Linked DNA regions of Mus musculus: region 2 is linked to region 1. The links are chromatin contacts, called in public promoter capture Hi-C maps. All regions are on one chromosome and are shown on one strand. Each heading gives the region's core, a stretch centred on a gene start, on an enhancer-like site or on the middle of the called end of the contact. The rest is flanking DNA. Distances are from core to core; before and after follow the strand shown. Region 1 has its middle 24 kb from the start of Mrps30. Region 2 holds the start of Nnt (nicotinamide nucleotide transhydrogenase).

Region 1 (3,965 bases), core at 870-3,369:
TTCATGTGATATCATCACATATCACATATATGAAGCAAACAATTAAAATTTTAATGTAAAACAGTGTTATATTTTTATCACAGCATATTAAGTAAGCATAAACAAGTCTAAATTTATAAAAAGATGTAGTCATGTTTTCAGCTAAGTAATTTAAAAAGCTATAACTAATAATTTAAACATTTGATATAAAATATGAATTAGATTTTTAAAAAAAATGAGGGTGTGGGCTAGAGAGATGGCTTGGTGGTTAAGAGCACTGACTGCCCTTCCAGAGGTCCTAAGTTCAATTCTCAGCAAGCACATGGTGGCTCACAACCATCTGTAATGGGATCTGCTGCCCTTTTCTGGTGTGTCTGAAGATAGCAGCAGTGTACTCATATACATCAAATAAATAAATAAATAAATAAATAAATAAATAAATAAATCTAAGAACAACATTAAAAAAAGAATATGAGGGTGTTTAGTTATTGAAAACTAAGACATATGTGTATAAGATAAAAGAATCATAAATTTCAAACAAGGCTATAAAATCCTGCTGGTGTAAGCATCCCTAAAGCCTTTAACATCTATAAACTCTTTGTTGTCAAAGAAGGCTACATGCCTTATTTTCTGGCATTTCTCAGATCTCTTTGCATGTGTCTACTTTTGCAAAAAATACAAGATTTCCACTTTGCCAAAACTGTTTATTTCATTAGCATTCAATGCCAGTCAGATTGCTTCATATTTCCCAGATGTTTTGGCAAAACAAAACAAAACAAAACAATAAAAAACAGAAACAAACCCATAGCTATTGTTTTTAACATACATTACAATGAAGTGACTGGGGTTGGAGGATGGGATAACTTTGATAAAATATCATAAACACTTTTCACGACAGCCAAAGGATGCAGAACTCATACGTATATAAAGGACTGGTAAGCGCTCATGAATTTGTTCCAACACACCAAGCCCATGGGTTGACATAGTTTTCCTCAGTCTCTCAAATACATTTAAATTATGCAGACCATTGATGGGGCTGAGTAGCTACCTGGACTTTTCAGAGCTCCAGATCCAATGATGAATGTTGTCTGTGGTCTCCCCTCTGGAAACACTATCATCTTCAGTTATTTGTTTGTGGTTGTTGTTTTTGTTTGTTTGTTTGTTTTGATATGGGCATTTATTGTTTAGTCCAGGATGACCTAGAGCTCCTGTGTGTTCCTGGTCGTTCTGGAACTTGCATGTTTTCTCCCTTAGTGTCTAGACTTCTGGTGTTACAAGCATGCTCCACCACATCTGGACCCTGGGGGTCACTCTCCACTGTGATGTCCTCTCCATATGTACCAGGCACTACATCTTGGAGATTATTAAGGATGCCTCTACCGACTGATCACTTTCCCCTTTAATAGTTGTGTCACTTCAGGTTCCATCTCCCACATCTGACATTTCCGAGGCTCTTCCCTAGTTTCTCATCCCGTTTGCCCTCTATTCGGCCTCCACAGCACAATCAGAAGGGTTTTTCTGGCATGCACATCTTTTACTTTAATGAAATGCATGCCTCTGAACAAGCAATTGAAGAGCTCACATTTTGTTACTAGCCTGGCGTCTTATCATTCTTACTCGAATGGTTTAGGAATCTGGAAGTGGCTTTTCACCAAAGGACTCCTTATGGTTGGGGCGGGGGGAAGGGGGGCGTTCTACCTTCATAGAAAATGGGTTTAAGACAGAGTTAGGTGAGTGCTGACCTTTGACCCATTCCTCAGCTTTTACACAGACTGAAATTATTTCCCCAATTACCCATACAGACCTGAATGATATCTTTACTGAATTATGTTACATTGGTCCTAGATTCAACAAGTATAGATACATTTTACTTATTTTTTTCAGTCGTGTTTGACTTACAAACATTACAGCTTCAGTTAAGAACAGAATATGCTTCAAAATGCAATTCTCTGATTTAGTTATATTGACCTTTTAGGCAATATGCAGCTTGCAACTGCAGTGGATTTTCACCCCACTGCGGTAAATTATAGACATCAACACATTTATTATCTCCCCTGTGTATTTTGTACCCTATCCCCTACAATCAGCAGAATGCTTGGTACATCATATTTGTTCTCCTTTGCGAGGCTCTGTGTGGGAGCTCTGATGTGTAATTTTCCCATGCGAGAAGGAAAATGAGAGCTGGGGAGATGTAGGCGGTGTCAGTTCTTACCTTTTGGAAGAAAAATAATTGTTACATAACACGGCTCAAATTCTGAGGAGAATTTGTTTCTTAAGACTTTTTTTCTCCATCTACAGATTTGTGAATAAAGTTAGTACCAGGCGTGATCATCACAATGCCCTCTCTTGTCCCTCCTCCTGCCCTCCGTCCTGTCCTCCTCCTTCACCCTTCCTCCTGACTCCTTCCTCTCTTCCTTCATCCTTCCCCTCCTCCTCTCTTCCCTTCCCTTGTGCCTTGTTTCTTTCTCCCCTCCTTTCCTTTTATCCTCCTGCCTCCCTCCCTCCCTCTTTTCCTTCTAGGCAGTACTATTTACTGAACTAGTAATAGTTTCCAGATTTGTTGTAAATAATTGTTACAGTAACAAGACAAGATCCCTTTCTACATAGAAACTACATTCTCATGAGAAAGACTGGCCAATCACCGAAGAAGAGGCACTTTTAATAGGAACTGTCACAGTAAGCAGCCAGAATACAGCTGCACTGCCCACGTTTTAACATGTGATTGGCCTATGGCATGGTAGGAAACATTCTGAAATGTATGTTTGCAGGAAATCACGTAGCCCCATGTCTTTGAGAAGTAAGTAACTCACCTGAATGACCATCTCTTTTTATCTTTAGTTGTCTCATGTTAAAGATGGGCCCTGTGGTCAAAGGTGATGGAGCTTGTGTCTAAATAGTTTTCTCAGAGGAGAAGGGGAAGGGGGTGGGGGAGGGTCTCTGTGAGGAGAGGACTGGGAGGGGCCAGTGTTTGATGTAAATAAAGTAATTGAAAACACAGTTCCTGTTCTACCTCCCAGTTCTTAGCCACCATGTCTGTCTCTGCATAGATACTACTTGTTCTTTCCATCTGTGTGAAGCAATGGCGGCTCTAGCATGTTTCATGCAGCACTTCTAGATGTAGCTTAGGTCATTTAACTTGCCTTCAGTGAAGTTCTTTGGCAGGAAGTCAGCCATTCCAATATTCTGCGCTATGGCTGAAAATTACTGACAACTACCAGTTTTAGATGAAAGTATGTTTATGCTCAAGTTATCAGTAGCAAAACATCTGTAAGACATCAATAAATGTCATAACAATATTTTAAGATTAAATCCTATTTTTGTTATTAACAGTTACAAATTGAATACATTTTTTTTTTCTACATTGCTGTGATGAGGACTCCTATTTGGTAGAAAATTTCACAAAATGATTAATGTTTTGAAGTGACGGCATACAGATTCTGGGACATTTTTGCATGTATATCATATGTGTATATGTGTGTGTATGTTTGCATATATATATATATATTACGTATGTGTAATTGCATGATATATATGTGTGAGTGCACATATATGTGCCACTGCATGTTTGTGCATATGTGTAGAGGCATGAAGTTGATATAACATATATAGCTGCCACTCACCATCTTATTTATTGAGGTAGGCTCTCAAGGTGAGCCTTAGTGCTCATTGATTCTTGCTAAGTTAGCTATTTATCTTCTAGGGAAGTGAAAGAGACAGACACCCTGTGTCCTTCAGGGGACTGGGATTTCAGGTAGTTGCCATTCGCCCTGTATTTTCTGTGGGTTCTGAAAATGAACACTCCAATCCACTTGCTTGCTTACAGTACTTTATTTGATGAATCGTTTCCCCAGCCAGAATTTTAGGACTTTACAAACATTACTGTTCTCAAAATCAAGAATTAAGTATTCATGTAAAAGTACCATGGAGGGAAAAAAAGCTACTACAGTTTCACTAAACCCTTTATAGTCTTAATTTTTCTGTAATTC
Region 2 (3,964 bases), core at 733-3,232, 1.0 Mb before region 1:
GGAGGTGTGGCCTTTTTGGAGTAGGTGTGGCCTTGGTGGAGGAAGCATGGGAGTGGGCCTTGGGGATTCAAAAGCTCAACCCAGACCCAGTGTCTGGCTCTTCAGGCTGTCTGCCGATCCAGATGTAAAACTTTCAGCTGCTTCTGTCTGCCTGCCACCATACTTCCCTTCATGATGACAATGGATTAAACTTCTGGAACTGTAAGCAAGCTCCAATTAAATCATTTTTCTTATAAATGTTGCCGTGGTCATGGCGTCCGTTCACAGCAACAGAACACTGGCTAAGACACCAAGGAATCTATATTCTCCTACAGGGACACTCACTTGTACATCCATGTTCACTGCTGATCTATACACAATAGCTAGAAAGCAGAATCAGTCCAGATGTACATCGACTAATGAATGGATAATGAAAATGTGGTATATGTACAGAATGTCATTTTATCCAGCTATTAAGGAAAATGAAATTATGAAACTTGCAGCTAAATGGGTGAAACTGGAAATATTATAAAGAGCAAGGTAACTTCAGTTCATTAGTTTTGTGTATTTGGAGTACGTCAGGAAACCAGAAAAGGGCCAGTGGGGTGGAGAGTTCCCTTAAGGAAGGAGGGATGGTAGAACACTGTGTAAAAATGATTGTGGAACAGTTCCATTAGAGAGGTAGGAGGCAGAGGAAGGAGCAGGACAGGGGAATGCTACTCAAAATGAGGGGAGGGGGAGTAACAAAAACAACACTAAGAAAGAAAGCATTGGAAAACATAGAGTATGAAGGCAGATGCCCTTCAAGGCTAGACTTGCTGATTGTAGAAAAGCCTTGCACGTGAACTCCGAACTACTTACCACACAGTCCGCAGCACAAAAGAGTTTAAAATGGTTAAGGACTTGCCTCATTGTACCTGCAGTATTACTATCTGTTGACTTACGATTATTATTTTAAAACACCGGGCCGAGTCCTTTCCTGCCTTCCAGTTCTTCTGCCACCGGAAGAGTTTACTCCAGATTGCTGTGCGGAGTCCAGTAGCCCAATGACCCTTTCTGCTGTATAAAACACAAGGCATTCTCTAAATAAGGGGTTCTCTGTGGTTCACTTATTTTTAAAAGATACTGAATGTCTGTTTTTTTTTTTTTTCTTCTGCCTGTTAAAATATTTCAGTTAAATTAAAAGCAAGGGGCTGGTGAGATGGCTCAGTGGGTAAGAGCACCCGACTGCTCTCCCGAAGGTCAGGAGTTCAAATCCCAGCAACCACATGGTGGCTCACAACCATCTGTAACAAGATCTGACGCCCTCTTCTGGAGTGTCTGAAGACAGCTACAGTGTACTTACATATAATAAATAAATAAATCTTAAAAAAAAAATTAAAAGCAAGCAAGCAAGCAAACAAACAATCTTACACTGACGTTTCCTTTAGACTCAGCGCTGGGTAAGTTTAATCAGTGTACCTGCAGAGCAAGTAACAGAATCTAATCACTAACCAATAACTAGGTCGTTATGTTTTGATTTCCTTAATCAGGAACCTTAACAGGGACGTCAACTACAATTACATTCTAGACACTGCCTATGTTAATAGTAGCGCAGGGTTTCCTCTTGGCTGGCCTCGCTGTTGAAGCCAAATATGCACATGTGTGTGTTCATTTTCAGGCCTTGACTTCGTTTGTGAGGAATTTAACCCCACCCCCGTCCAGAATGGAAAAACAACGCCCCCATTCCCGCCCTCGGCTTCCTCCCGCCTAAGTCTTCTCCAGTTACAGAAGTTCGGATTTTTTTTTTTTTTTTTTCCTAGAGAGTTAGAGGAAAAGTCCGGCCCAAGAGTGGAGTTATAGTATCCGTTTATTTGCTCTGCTGGGAGACCGGTGAGGAAATCACACTTTGTAACTTAGTCTCCTGGGGGGAAAGAAGAGGTACGAATTCCTAAAAACTTGAGTTGCAGTGCTTGGCATCGGGTTTGATTGACAGAGGCCGATTGAGCAAGAGCAAGGGGGCGGGGCTGCGGGCCTGGGGCCCTGGCAGAGACAAAGGGGCTTCAGCGGCCACCCGGAGGGGACCAGCTGCTGCGCTGTAAGCGTGCATCTGGTGGAGTCTTTTTCTCCTTTGCAGACTGGCGATCGGGCCAAGCGGGTTTGGCAGGAGGCTCGGGGAGGGGGAGAAGGGGTGCCGAAAGGGGGCGCGGGTCCGGGTCTAGGCAGCCCTGTGTCACGTGGTCGCCGCCGCCGCCTCAAAGTTGGGGCTGTTCTTCCGGGTTGGAGGCACAACGCCGCGGGCCAACCCCGGGTCTGCTAGCTCGGCGTGGCGTTTGCTCGCAGCCCGGGGTCGCCATCTGTCCCGCCTGCCGGTCCAGGTGAGCCAACCAGCCCTGCAGCGCCTAGGGGCTGCTGGAAAAGGCGGGCAGCCAGCGCAGATCCCCGGTCCCTCGGCGAAGGGGACCCGAGAGAGAGCAGCAGGGGGGCGGGGTCGGCTGTGTCTAGCAAGTGGGGCGCAGAGGCTCCTGCAGGAGACTGACGGAGAAGGAATGCGGTATATGCCTCGGGGCTCCTTTTGTGTGTGCGTTCTATTGGGGTGACATGGAAAGGAGTGAGAGGGTAGAGGTGGGAACGGAGTCCCGGCAGAAGACAAAGTAAGCAAGTGACAGCTGTGCAGGTGCAGATCTTGGATCCTGGGGTGGGGGTGGGGTGGGGGCAAGGGCTGCAAAAGTTGTACGTAGTCATTTTGGCCCTTAGAGGGACTGGAAGAGAGGTCGTAGAGGACTTTCGATGAATGGTTTACCTAGAAGAATGACAGCTGGGCGCTCCTAAGTTGTACTTGAACTTTGAGAGTGTTCAGGCGGGGTGTCCAGTTAGGTGTATAGGAAAAGATGTGACTGTAGGTCCGGGCTGACTGGTGGTAGTTTCTGAATACTGAGAAAAAGGGGTTTGGATTGGTAAGTCACGGTGGGCTCTATTAGAGGTCAGGGTGTAGTTCTGGCCAGAGCTGGTTCAAACTTGAGAGGCACAATAACTACTATGTAGCCAGAGCCAATGGGCTTCCACAGGAGGTTATAAATAGCGGTCCAGCTGCACGTGCCAGAGGGTGGCAGTTTAGTTGCTGAGGGAGGGGCAGCACCTGTGACAGGAGCCATGGCTGCAGTGGCTTTGGGAGAGGTCACGCTGCCTGCCAGGATAGGGTATTGTGTCCTTGTTGGTATGCCTAGCTTTTAAAAGCATGACTTTGTTTATGCTTGCAGGTGCCCTTTATTTGTCCTACGGTAGTGTGCAGTCCTTAGAAAACTTTGGAGGCATGGGGCTTGCTTGCCCACTGAACCCCCTTTTTTGGGCAAATCTTGGTTATTTTTCCTTTCTTACTTTATTATTCTTATTATACTTTTTTATTTCGAGACGAGGAAGATCTCGGTCTGTAGCCTTGGCTGGCTTGAACGAACTTCTATGTGTAGCCTAGGCTGGCTTTGAACTTGAGTTGCTCCTCCTGCCTTAACCTCTCCGATGCTGGCATTTACAATCATGAGCTACCACCCCAGCTCCATTTTCATTCTTTCTTTTTTTTTTTTTTTTAATTTATTGAAGGGACAGTTTTGGATTATTCTAGTATAAGCAAACAGATAGGGCCAGTTTTCTACGAGGCTATACAAAGTTTTTATTTTCAAAGGAAGAGTCTGGAAACTGTTTCAGAAATATATTGTGGAATGGCCTCAGGATACCCAGCCCTAGTTATTTAAGTGTTCAGTCAAAAAGTATTAGCTGACTTACTCTGTTTAATGCAAAGCAGTGGGCCATGAAAAATAACAAAGTGAATGGAGTAACTCACCAGGATCTTGAGTTCTTTAATCCTCTCTACAAACCAGTGATCAGGGCACTTTGCTACTTTAATCCTCAGACCTTTATGAGGTAGGTTTTTACTATAATTCTGACCTTAAAGACAGAGAAGCTGGGTGATTTGAGAAGGACACATCTGGATAAAGGTAGAGAAGCGGAT

Evidence for each region. Promoter capture Hi-C pulls out the DNA fragments that hold promoters and counts their contacts.
Region 2: a promoter capture Hi-C map of hippocampal neurons shows a contact between it and region 1, with 7 times the contacts expected there. The contact joins the promoter of Nnt here to the enhancer-like site in region 1. A contact is called at or near these places in 11 of 39 promoter capture datasets (the 3T3-L1 cell line, the HPC-7 cell line, cranial neural crest and 7 more).

What each region holds. Positions count from the first base shown.
Region 1 is chr13:118,361,720-118,365,684 of GRCm38.p6, reverse strand. No RefSeq gene overlaps it. Among named protein-coding and RNA genes, the nearest start is that of Mrps30, 24 kb to the left of the region's middle. Within about 2 kb of position 2,119, at least 16 of the 459 cell types and tissues checked have an H3K27ac peak or open chromatin away from gene starts, as enhancers often do. A contact at or near this core is called in hippocampal neurons, where this site is marked.
Region 2 is chr13:119,407,275-119,411,238 of GRCm38.p6, reverse strand. It overlaps Nnt (nicotinamide nucleotide transhydrogenase), which reads left to right and starts at 1,982. Exons shown (of 17, transcript NM_001308506.1): 1 at 1,982-2,336.